Regions from separate parts of the Mus musculus genome. Here region 2 is linked to region 1. A link is a contact called in public Hi-C data. All regions are on one chromosome and are shown on one strand. Each heading gives the region's core, a stretch centred on a gene start, on an enhancer-like site or on the middle of the called end of the contact. The rest is flanking DNA. Distances are from core to core; before and after follow the strand shown.

Region 1 (6,368 bases), core at 766-3,265:
TCCCTTATAGGCCATCCTTCCCCTCCCCTCCCCTCCAGTCCCTCCCATACAGTCAGTTCTTCCCCTCCCTTCCAAACCCTTACCTTCCCTACAGCCCCTCCCCTCTCTTATAGTCCCTCTCCTCCCCTAGAGTCAGTCTCTCCCCTCTCCTACAGCCCCTCCCCTTCCCTACAGTCCCTCCCCTCCCCACTCCTCATGTGAACACAGTTTGCTCTGTTTAAACCCACTGGGCACACAAAGGGTTGCCAGTATGTGCATGATACAGGGCGTCTCCTAGAGCCCGAGTAGCTTCCTATGTCTTTATTTCCAAAGAAAACTAACTCGCCCCCACCCCAGCAGTCATTCCTCAGTCCATTCTGGGGTTTGGTCTGGTCTGATCTTGCATGGCTCTTGCTCATTCTTTCACGACCACCATGATGTCACACACAGGTCCAGCTGTCGGGTCGTATTGGAACACTATGTTTGACTGTAGCCATTCTGCCTCCTCTTCCTTTGATGAACCCTGAAGCTTTGGAGGAGGGGCCATGATAACTGCTGTCCACTGAGAGCTCACCACTGTGCAGGCTTGTACTCTGCGCATTGAATAGTTGTGGGGCTTGGTAATAATATTCATCTTCTGCACAGAGAGGCTTCCCTGATGAGGGTTGAAGGATGTACTGGCCCACACGTGTAATCATAAATCATTAGGAGTCCTTTTCATGCTATGACCCATTAGCAGAATAGTAGTAGTAGATTATTTCTGAGGGCCTATCATGTCTCTAGACAAGGGTTCTTGACACCACCAGCAGTGCCAAACATGGCTTTTGTCTTGTGGAATGGTTCTTAAATCCAGACAGAATGTGGTTGGTCGCCTCATACGTCTGTGCCATTATTGCAACAGTAGGTGTGTCTTGCCAGGCTCGTCACAGTCACTCTCATACTTGACAGTACTCATCGCTCGTGACTGCTTTCCCCCTCTGGCAGCATGTGGAGCATCTTCCCACTGTACAAAAGTGGCCAGCCGGTAGGGGTGAAGGTTCCAGGTTGGTGCCAGCTTGATTTCTCCACGTTTTATGACTCATGGATGTGATGTCTTTGGCAGTAGGATTTTACCATCAAGTTCTGGAGACTAGCCCAGAATAATGGCAGTAGCCTTTAACGCTAGGAGGTCTATGGGGCCCCACTGACTGACAACTCCAAAAGAGCTAAACTGTTGACGATACTGGGTTTTTTCCTTGATAGCCTGTGGTATCTAGGAGGGTCATTGTTCACTGCTGCTACAGGGTAATTCCATTTAAGCTGTGTATGTGTGTATATTTTAGGAAGCTTCTATAGTAACAGGTTTCATGTGGTTTTTTGAAAAGGTCTTTAGTGTTCAGTATCGCTCTCCATACCCCTTCCTCACCCTGCCTTCCCATTCCACATTGCACTCAATCCTTCTTGCTGTTATCCCAATGTTTTTCTCTTATACCCCCTACATTCTATCCCCCTTTTAGCACCCCCCACATTCTACTCCCCCTTACAGCCCCCCTTACTGTTTTCTCTCATACGTGGATATTAGCTTTTAGAGCTTTGACATAGTTATCTACACGTAGTGCTAAGGAAGGTATTTCTGGTGTTTCTATTCAAAATTGGACAGTGAGCTCTTCCGATGGAATTTCATGGACACTTCACAGAATTTAGTACCATTCTTGGTGTGTGGATCCCCTCACACTCACTTTTCTTCCCTTGGGAACTAACTGACTTAGACTTCCCGCCTGTCCTCACCCATTTGTATGCTTCTGCTGCTCCTTACTGACTGTCTGTGTTGCCCTTCATCCCTGAAGGATATGGTTCTGCAGAGGTTGCCTGTCTCCTCGGAGAATGCTTCTCCTGCCGCAGGTCTCTCTGCTGTGATTCTCAGTCCTGAACTCTGCGCCGTCCTCCCAGCCTGGAGACTAACACATTCATCTTCCCACACCCTCCACCTTGCCTCGTTGTCTTCGAGGGGTGTGCTTAGCTCCCAGATGTTTCCAATATCCCTTCCTGTGGCCATTCCCCGGCTACAGCCTGACAAGTGCAGATTTACTGCTGCTCTCTAGAGAGCAGAGTTGCATCTGTGCAGGGTACTTGCTTCTAAAAGGTCATTTCCTGCTGTGAATTCCAACCACCAGGAGCAAGCTGGAGGTTGCCCTTGTTCTCTCATGTCCTCACTTTACTTGGGAGAGAATCAGTAATGCTGGAAGCACGTGACGTCACATGACAATGGGACATGCCAGAGGTCGACCGTGTCAGGGGAAAATAAGAAGATGTTTAAGCTCACTTGAGCTTTGACACGTGTCTAGGTTTCCTAGTGAATTAGAGGGAAGGGTCTGAGTTTGAATTAGTCAGAGGTTCTGCTCCTCATTGTTTATAACACCTGCCAAGAGCATAAAGATAGCCCACCTCTCTCTCAGTTGAATCTCACTGTCAGTTATTATACTGCACTTCTGAACAGCCCAAAGCAAGGAATCTTCTTTATTTTGTCTTTGTTCATTGACACAAACCACAGCTTATGGCAGTGGCGGGGGACAGCCAGCTTATCACTTTTTCTCTTAATTCTCAACTTAAATCGTTTAAAAAATGCAGATTTGCTTCCTTATCATTTTAAGTAATCTTGAGATGAGTTATTTGAAATGTAGCACACCCTTCCTGCGTTATGATTTTAAAGTAAGTTTTCATGTAAAGAATACGATTCTCCTTTTTTAACCCACGTGGCCGCTGCCGTCCAGGCTACTTGTCATATCGATTAAGTCTGCTCATCGAAGCATCGAAGCATTCCAGCTCCATGATGATAAAATCTAGTTTACATTGTTCTGCCCTCAGGTGGCCAGGAACACTCTGGTTTTAAGGCCTGTATGTATTGGGCGGGGCAGGTCATTCCCAAGGCCCTGCTGGAGCTGCTGCTTGGTCTCTCCAAGCCAAGCCTTGCAGCCTGTGTCATCACGTTTGAGAAGCGCCCAGGCAGTGGCTTAGCTCAAGTGTTTAATGTGGGGAACGTCTGCCTGCTGCTGTTTTACAGTCTGTTTGCAGTTCACTTGCACCACCAGCCCCAAATGCAGAAAGAAAAATTACAGAAAAGCACAGAACACGCTAAACCCTTGAAATTAGTGGAATAGTAATAACGGAAGAACGGAGGAACAGGGCTGCTTGCGGGTGGGCTCTGAAGAAGGAAGGAGAAGAGAGTCCAGAACGGAGCTGGCCAACTCCTGGCATACCTGTGGTGGGGAGAGACTGCCACTCCTCACCTTGGAGCTGCCCGGAAGCTGCAAAGCCCTGTTGAGGAGTTTCTGAGATCTAGGAAGCAGAAGACATCCAACATGTTTCAAACTTGGTGGAAAACAATGGTTCCCTCCCACCCTGAAACAGTAGAGGATGATCTGGGAAACAGCAGCTGCACAGGGTAGGGGTGGGTGGGGCCGACCTAGTGACCAGGCTGCACTCAGACGCTTAGGGACCAGAGACCAAGTGTTAATAACCAAGGCTGCACTCAGACGCTGGTTCCAGTTTGCATAGCATCCGTTCATCTCCGTCGAGCAACTCTTGAGAGATCTAAAGGCCTTTTTGTGTTTTTATTTGGAGAACCTACACAGTCACAGCTCCCCTCTCAGAGTAGAGTGGGGTGGATTAGTGATGTGCCATCCCGCCCCAGAATACTCCTCCTTACTCTCAAATCCCGGATCCCAGGAGACTGTTGGGTTATGCTGATCCTGAATGACAATGCTTTAAAATACTTACTTTGAAATAATTCTTATATAAGGCTTTTCTTTGTCTTAGGAAATTTTCATCCAGAGCTTTGAGAAGTCAGGGTTCTGAAATCTGTATGTCATGATGCTGTGGTCTTGGTTTCAGACTCAGCAAGAATGATGGGTTTTGGTTATTTATTATATATATTTTTTTAATGATTTAGGTAGTACATTTGTATAGCCTGTATACCACTGAGTGTGTAGTGATTTGAGATTGTGGCTTGTTGTTCTTGGTGGTGTGTGTGTGATTGTATGTGTGGGTGTGTGCTTTAGTGTTTTTGAAGCAGGCTCTTGCTGTGTAGCACCAGTTGATCATAACCTCGTGGCCTTCAGCATTTCAGGCACATGCCACACTCCTGCTAGGACTGGTGAATTACTGTTTTCCTCTGTTATCTTCATGCCTTTATGGTCATGGCTATCACTAATAGTGTTGTGGGCCATGAGAATGACACCATAGCTGTTGCTGTGACCCAGGACTGTCTTCCAGGTATCATCTCATCCCACCTCTTTTTGGAAAGCCTGTGGTCCTCCTGTGTTTGTTGCAGGACTATTGCTTTCTAATGCACTCGTTTAGACGGAAAACTTGTAAGTCTTGTACAACTTCCTGGGTTGATCTGGTTCTCAAGAGTGCTGTTCTTCCAGCTCCTGTGAGAGTGGTGAGGGCACTAAGACTTGGTTCTGAGAGAGATCTCATCTTCAGTTTGTAGCTGTGTAATTTAACAATTGTTCTTCTTCTTCCGCCACATTCTGAAGACACACTCTATGTTATATTGTGAGGCAGATCAGAAGAAATAATGGAGGAACTGTCACCAGAAGGGTGGTCTTCTGGCCATTTAGAGCCAATAGAAATGCCTTCTCTATGTGAGAACTAAAAAAAATATTACAGAACTTGTCACCAAGTCCTATACATGCACTGTGTGTGTGAGCCACGAAGTATCCAACACTGCCAAATATCTAGCTCAAGATATTGCTGTCTGTGCCTTGCTACAACCATAATTTTTATTTGCTGTAAAATGACTACAGCTCTAAAAAATGTGATCAGAGAGCGAAGCCGTTAAATGGGTTATTAAGTATGCCTATCTCAATCTTACACTGAATCAAAAGACCATCCTATCCAAATATCCAAACCTTGTATAAAGCACTGCTGTTGCGTCTGTGTGTGCATATCATATTTCCTGATCAGGAGCCTAAGGAGTCCAGCATGCTGGGGAAAGACTTGTTTATAGAGCGCTATTAGGGAGATGCCAGATAAAGAAGATTTGGAAATTAATATGGCTACCTATGTGCGCCTTCCTCCCTCTGCTTTCTCTAGAATTGTCTTTGTCTCTGGTCTAGGAAAGTGTTAGGCAGATATGGACAGAATGCTGCCTCTTTGCTTACTAATTAGGTCAGAAAATAAGAATAAATATATTTCTGCTTCTTCATAGGCAGGTGAAAATTCTCTTTCTAAGAAACACCAGGAAGGGTGGTGCCCACTGTCTGGTCACCAGGCGTCAAGTGTGTCACCGTCTAGTTTGCCATCATGGGCTACTATTTCTACAGGCTCCTTGGAGGGCCAAAACACTTCTTAGACATTAATAGTCCTTTCATATTTTCCAGAAGTTGTATGAATTAACAATAAGCTGGAAACAATCCCACTTTTAACCGGCAGAGATGCACAGAATGGAACTTCATCCAGCCCTCGCTCTTGTGTGAGGAGGGATTTACTGGACAGTGTAAATTCATCAAACTGGGTTGTCTGATATTGTCATCAGGTGTTGTGAGATATTGAAATTCAGAGACTCGTGTCTGAGATAAAGTATCTCTTCTCATAATTGGATGTTACTAGCAGCAGGCTCCAGACTTTGAATGTACCAGATGCCATGAAAGTTTATGATTGTCTTTCTGAGTGTCTTTAAGATTGTTTTGCTAGATCCCAGTGGGAAATGCATCTCCAAGCCCACAAGGCTGCTTCTCTGTTACACAGCAGGGCCAGGCTCTTCCCCATCTGTCTCAAACATAGATTTCAGCCTGAAATTGAGAAGAACGTGTGCCGTGTTAAGTCATTAACAACTGTTTCAAAACAGTCTGATTTCTAACAGTTGGTGCATGTGGAGACACCTAATTAAAATAATTCCAGTCTCGTTAATAAGATAAGTGTGTTTTCTAGTTGCCATGGGATTATCACTATCGGATACAAAGGGTTTGAGGCTTAGCTGAGCAAATGAAGCTTATATTTCAGCCCCTTTATTAACTTCATTATGATTTAAAGAGTTAAATCCTCTTTTCCCATTACATTTTCATTTTAGTGAACAGAAATGGGGGCTGGGAAGATGGTCCCCACAGCAGTGTGAGCAGCAGTCATGGCACCTCTGAACCCAGGAGACTGAGCTGCCATAGACGTCACAGAGAAGGAACACATAGGTGCAGTGGACTGTTAGCCTCTGATAGTCACTGACACTGTCTTGTCCATAAGACTTTGAGTTGAAGAGTCCAGAGTACATTAGAGTGCATTGTCTGTGTCCTTGTTCTCCATACCTTCTTAGCCATCAACGTGCTGGTGCTGTGAAGGTGCCTCTCTCTGCTGCTGCTCCTCTGTGGTTCCAGTGCTGCCGTGGCTCCATTGTTGCAGTGCTGCAGCCCCAG
Region 2 (6,077 bases), core at 2,892-5,391, 150 kb after region 1:
GCACAGTCTCCAAATGAGAGCTCATGCCGCCTTCACAATGCCTCTGGCATCCCACAGGAGCCAGCGAGGCTGTGCCTGGACTCCTGACTCACCAGACAGAGCAACGAATGCGTGCTGTTTTAAGTGGCTCTGTCTGTGGACGTGTTGTTACGCAGCAATAGATAACTAACACAGTGTCTCGGCGGGGCTGAACAAGACACTGCAGTCTGAGCTCCTGCTCTGCATAAGTGCCTGGCATCTGGTAACGAGATGTGTGACTGTGCTTTACTAAACATTTCGTCCCTCACGCCTAACACTCCTAAGGAAACGAGAAAGTTTTAGTTCCCCGAAAAGAACTGAGTCAGCACCTTGATTGTCAAACTCCTGAAGCAGGTGTCCCAGATAAAGGACACCAGATGTGTCACAGCAGCTGGAGTAGGGAAAGTCTGAAATCACAAAGATTATGTCGAGTGCAGCTCTGTGCGCAGGAGAGAACAAAGGGAAAATGAAAATCAGGTTTCCTAGGGGAGGTGGGGGGAGCGTCTGTAGTGTGGTGATGGGGGAGCTTCAGGAGGCACCCCCACTTCCTGTAGACAGAGACGGTTGGCATGGTTACTGACGGAATACACATAGAACATTTTTTAACCCCTCCCCCCCGTTTCCGTGTGGCTCGATCTCTTACTCGAGCCCCAGATGGGGGTCGGGGGTCCCAGTTCACAATCAGTCCTCTGAGCTGCCTACCTCCCCTGACCTCAGGATAGCTGTGGGATGGAATAAGCTCCCTCTTACATCAAGGAAGAGGACTAAAAATTATTCTGTAAACATCTTCTGAGTGTTTGCAACTTGTTGCCTGCTCCTCTGATCTTCTCTACAGTAGCTCTCTGTGTCTGGTGCTTTTCCCATCACTGGTTAACCAAATAGTCCCAGGCTAAAAGCAGCCCAGCTGCATGCTCGGGAGCCCATGGCCAGTGGTCCCCTGGGATAGAGCTCAAATCTACTGAGTCCAGGACTGTGCAGAGCATCAGTGTGCTCTGAGCCCCCCACCCCCAGCCTTCCAGGGAAGCTCCAAGGTCAGTTTCTTCATAAAAGAGGCCATTTGCATTGTTAAAAAAAAAAAAAAACATTTATTGATATTGGCCCAGAAGCCAGGGCGGCCCACCTGTGAAGGTCTCAGTGTGACCCAGGCAGCTGCATGGGCTGCATAAACCTCTCTGTCCTCTCTGCCACGAGCTTAGGGTTTTCTCCCAAGAGCGTCCTCACCCGACTTGTTAGGAGTCTGGATCAGATTTATTTTCCCTGTCAGTTAAAAAAAAGTAAAAGACAATTTAAAAACTCTCACACAACAGGTAGCAGTGGGGAGGAAAATGTCAGACAGCAGACTGAATCAGCTGGTGAAGAAAGGCTTTTATTAGGAATGAGGAAACACACACTGAACACTCGCGCGCACACACACACACACACGCACACGCACACGCACACGCACACACACGCACAGCAAGGGGTGGGGCTTGGGAAGCTGAAGTCCAATCACACCTTGAGACTGGAGATCTCAGGGTCCCTTGAGAGTCTCCCTCCCTAATTTAGGATTGGTCAGTTTAAATAAAGACAGGGAGGCTGATGGACCCCCTACTTTGGGGTAATTCTATTCTGGCCTTAACATTTTCAGATTTGCTCACAGGTCGGGAAACTGTATTGATTGGAGAAAAAACCCGCCAGGAATCTGGTCTCTGGTCAGGAGTATGCAAGAGAAGCTGGAAGTCTGCCATCTTTGTATCTAGCTGTGGCCTTTCCTTCTGCCTGTCTGCTTATCCCTCACTCTATGAAGCAATAAAATTGTGGATGTTGCCAGTCTCACATCTTTCTAGTATTCTCTGTAGTCAGCTGGGTATGAGGCCCAGCTTGCCTCTGCTACACCACAGCCAAAGCCAAAGTCACTTCCAGTAGAACCCCCACCCCCACCTGTGACTGTATGTGTTTCCCAGCTCATACGGTTGGAACACTGTGGGTGGCAGCTCACAGGACATCGTCTTCTGTGAAAAGGGTGGCAGAAAAATGGTTTCCTTGACTTGGATGTTGGGGACGTTTTTATCAAAAAATGAACTAGCAAGCCTGACATCTTAAAGACAACGGCATTTGTTATCACTGCAAAGTTGTAAGGAGAAGTTGGAATGGGGGCAGGGGATATCTGTGCCTGCCAGTATGAGTGAACCTGATAGCTTCCTGGTATTTAAAGATTTTTCTGAATGAGATGGTGGTGGGTGGGCAAGCAGGGTGACTGTGTAGTGATGAGTGTGTGCACAGGTAAGGTCTGCAGGCAGTGCATAGTGTCGGACACTCCAGAGCATGAAGCAAGTTAGCTTAATTCTGAAGGGCACACTCTGTCCACTGATGGTACTTCTCTGTGTCCAATGTATCGCCTGACTTTATCATTTTATCTCATATATTCTTTTTTGCTGTTGAGTTTTGGTTTTGAGACAGGCTGTCGTGGAGGCCACTGTGACCATTAACTTGCTGTGTAGTCAGCGATGGCCTTGAACTCCTGCCTCCACCTCCCAAGTGTGGGAGTGCATATCTATTACTGTTGATTTCGATGTAGAGTAAGAAATCTCCTGATGATAGTAGGAGGTTATATATGATCCCATTTCTCTCCGTCACTGTAATTCCTTCTCACTACGTGGAATCCATGCGTTAGACGTGACTTTGCAGAACTGGTTTTGTAAATCCATGGCGAGATGTTTAATTTCATGTCTGAATTTATTATTAGATCATGTACGGTTTTTCCCAGCCTTAGTATGTTAACCCTCAATTTTAACAGCGCAAAACTATAGACTTCCTTTCCCCATCGGTGTGGGTGTTGAAATGTTCCCCCTCCTAATGGCCTTCCTTAGCTCCCACAATGCAACTTCAACTGACATAATACCTTTACCTCTGGACCTTTGGGGAGCACTCGACCTAAACCTGAGTAGTCATGAATCCAGTTCAGTGGGATCATATATGCAGAGGCAAAGCAAACACAGTCCACTCACTGAGAACGTCAACTTCTAAGCTACACAGAGAAGGAGGCTGGCCTCGAGGAATTCCCACCCCAGATGTTCATTGCAAGCTCTTTCCTTCCAGGCATTCTCCCACTCTCTAACCTCCGCTCACTGAACCCAGGCAAGGTGTAATCTATCGGTCCTCCCTAACCCCAGATCATCAGGGCCTCTTCCACATCATTGTGGTAGCCCTGTTCGGGCTGTCTGTCAGCTCTGCAGACTTCCCCCATCCTCTCAGGGACCGTGTCTCTCTCTTGCTGAGCACCTCTCTGCCTTACTGCTGTTCTGGTGCTGGGGAGGCAGCAGTGAGCCATGATGCTGCCCTTGGATCTCAGGCAGGTGTGCCCCTGGTGCCTCACCCACCCTCTGCCATGTGTCAAGGGCTTAACCAACCCCATGTGTTGAATGGTTGGCTGTCTCTGGTCGGGACTGTCTTTATCTGGCGTCCTCTTAGCCAGAACTCAGTCACTTCAAGTCCCTCGTGAGATGACCCATCCCTTCTGCTTATGAAACTGCAGCACCACTTAAGGCAAAATGCGGCTCTCGGGTCTTAAATGATTTAACAGAGAAAGCACTAACCAGGATCCATCTACTACCAGGGGCACACTAAGCAGATCTGTGCATGAGGGCTAAATTTCCCTCCAAGCTCTAAGGTCTGGGCGGCGTGATGAACTAGACTCTCACACTGGCTCAGCACAAATTCTGTAATTATCATTGGAGTTTATTAGAGTTGAAAGGTCATTAGAAAGTGGATGTATATCTTCCCTTCTCCCTAGAATTAAACAGTGGAGGATCTGGAGCTACGGGGAGGCTGTAACCTGCTTAGACTCACAGAGGATGAGTAGAGGGAAATTAAAATCCGCTTTTATGAAAGAAGTCCCAAGGGGCTCAGATTTGTTAACCAAACCGAGGTGCCCCTCCCTTCTCCAGACGCTGTTTATCCTCCTCCAGCCTGTGATCCGTGCCGTCTGTTACTTAGCAGTTATTAAGGAATATCTCTGCCGGCCCAGGACAATTAGAATACTGTGAGAATAGTCTCTGCAGGCCAGTTCCCAGGGTTTCGGGAGACCCCTGAAGCAAATGCTTTATTCATTTGTCGCAGATCCCAGAATCTAACACACACCCCTCCCCGCTCCCGCTTAGGGGTCTGTGCCACTGTATCAGGCCTCATCTGCTCCTCGGATCCTTAAACCATCCCATGGATCAGTGGGGAGGAAATCGACGTCATAGCACAAAAATCAATGAGCTACTTCTTCTGGGGGATTATTCTCACCTGAGCTTGCTCGGAACTGCAATAAATGAGTCTGTGGTTTGCAAAGGGAACGTCCGCGGTGGGGGTGGGGTGAAGCATCCTTCCCTCGCCTAGGACATCCCACCTCCATCTCAGAGCCGGCCTTCTTTACAGGGGCTTCTTTGTGCCTATTTATCTACCCCGTACACTCTGTTGTTCATGTAATATCATAGTTGGTGATTCCAGTTTAATTCATGCCAGTCAGCTGGTCACTCACAGGCCTGGCTTTTTTCCTGCGTTAATCTCTTCCTCCTGGATGCCACTCCATGAAGCACCACTTTATTAAAATGTAATAGCCTGACCCCGGAGTGTGGGGAGCTTGGCCAGGTTGTCAGGTGTAAATCCTTCAAGATTTCAGGTGCGTGTCGGGTTTTGTGTTGTTTTGTCACATGTGTTAATTACTGTGCGGTACCCCTGAGACCCCAGGCTCTGTGCAAGGTCGAACATTTACATTTGAAAAAAATGTTCAAATGGATAAGTAAATGAAAATGAATGAAGTTGCCCTTCCTCCTCCATGTTAGGATAAAAGAATTCCTCTCTCTCTCTCTCTCTCTCTCTCTCCATCTCCATCTTCTCTGGAAAGGTGAAGCCTCTCTGTTCTGTCTCAGCATGAGAGAGGCAGGGGGTGGGAAGTGCTGTGGACAGTATTTCACAGGCTCTTGGAAGGGATGAGGCCGGCAGTGAGCTACCCCGTGCTTTCCCTGAGGTCATATTTTACCTGGAACACATATTAGTTTTTGGTGTTTGGTGTGAAATCCGAGAGACTAAATAAATAATAAACAGTGAGAGAGAGAGAGAGACAGGGAGACTGTGAGTCACTGCAGAGCCTCCTGTTCCCGGGAGCCCTTGTCATTAGACACTTAATCTTCTCCGAATGAGCACAGATGCGTGGCTCTGTTTTCAAGTGGTCCCTGTAGCGTCTAGCATTTATGAGTCCTTAATAAATTTTTATCATAATTAATATCCCAAATGGTTTGGGGTTTTCCCCTGGGGGATGGTAGAACCGAGACTTAGAAATCTGTGGGAATGATAAAGTATTGTTTTATGAGTTTCTATTTCCCTGTGCCTGAGGGCATCTTGATTTACTAGCTTGCATTCAGTATCATGAGCCCCACACTCTGTCTGTCGGGGCTTACTATCATAGAGTGTTGTGCCAGGACACCGATGATTGTCTTAGACACACGAAGCAGGATCATCCGTAGGCTGAAGCTGCGTGGTCGGCGATCAAGATTCCTTGGTCATCTGGAAGTTTGAGGACAGGTCAACTTCTCCTTCGGGGTCAGTGTCAGCTCAAAGCCCTTGCACGTACAGGGCCGGGGACAGCTGAGGCTGTCGGTGTACTTCTCTGCCCTGTTCCACAGATGGGCTGGGTCCCCTAGAATTATTAGCCCAGTGGCTGGCACCCACAACAGTATATAGGACCTTTCAGCACTGCACAGACGGTTTGCACACCCTCTGTCTCTGTCCATCAGCAAATGCTCTGTTGTCCAGCAAGGGGTGGGACAGGAGAGAGAGAGAAGGGTCAACAGAAAGGATCTTATGAAAGAGTTGGTCATTGAGAGGGACTGTGAAGAATGGTTGAAATTTTAATGAGCAAGGCCACTCTAAGGGAGCTGGGGCAGTGGTGGCGCACGCCTTTGGTCCTAGCACTTAGGAGGCAGAGGCAGGCAGTTCTCTGAGTTCAAGGCCAGCCTGGTCTACAGAGTGCCTTGAACTGTGAATGTTACATAAGGTTTGCATAAAATAGCTACTGTCTGTTCACATGTTACCTT

What was found. A called contact is a pair of places that touch in the nucleus more often than the background predicts.
Region 2: a Hi-C map of the N1E-115 cell line shows a contact between it and region 1, with 2.9 times the contacts expected there. The contact joins two enhancer-like sites. A contact is called at or near these places in 4 of 39 promoter capture datasets (the C10 cell line, cranial neural crest, second pharyngeal arch cranial neural crest and 1 more), 1 of 15 datasets of contacts at CTCF or cohesin (stem cell-derived epiblast-like cells), 3 of 484 Hi-C or Micro-C datasets (the N1E-115 cell line, bone marrow-derived macrophages and nephron progenitors), 5 of 115 datasets of contacts at active chromatin or transcription factors (differentiating embryonic stem cells, embryonic basal ganglia, embryonic stem cells and 2 more) and 1 of 9 other capture datasets (embryonic stem cells).

What each region holds. Positions count from the first base shown.
Region 1 is chr5:111,009,371-111,015,738 of GRCm38.p6, forward strand. The region is part of intron 2 of Ttc28 (tetratricopeptide repeat domain 28); the gene reads left to right. Among named protein-coding and RNA genes, the nearest start is that of Mir701, 8.4 kb to the left of the region's middle. Within about 2 kb of position 2,016, at least 38 of the 459 cell types and tissues checked have an H3K27ac peak or open chromatin away from gene starts, as enhancers often do. A contact at or near this core is called in the N1E-115 cell line, where this site is marked.
Region 2 is chr5:111,159,605-111,165,681 of GRCm38.p6, forward strand. All of the region lies in intron 5 of Ttc28 (tetratricopeptide repeat domain 28), which reads left to right. Among named protein-coding and RNA genes, the nearest start is that of Gm35628, 72 kb to the right of the region's middle. Within about 2 kb of position 4,142, at least 6 of the 459 cell types and tissues checked have an H3K27ac peak or open chromatin away from gene starts, as enhancers often do. A contact at or near this core is called in the N1E-115 cell line, where this site is marked.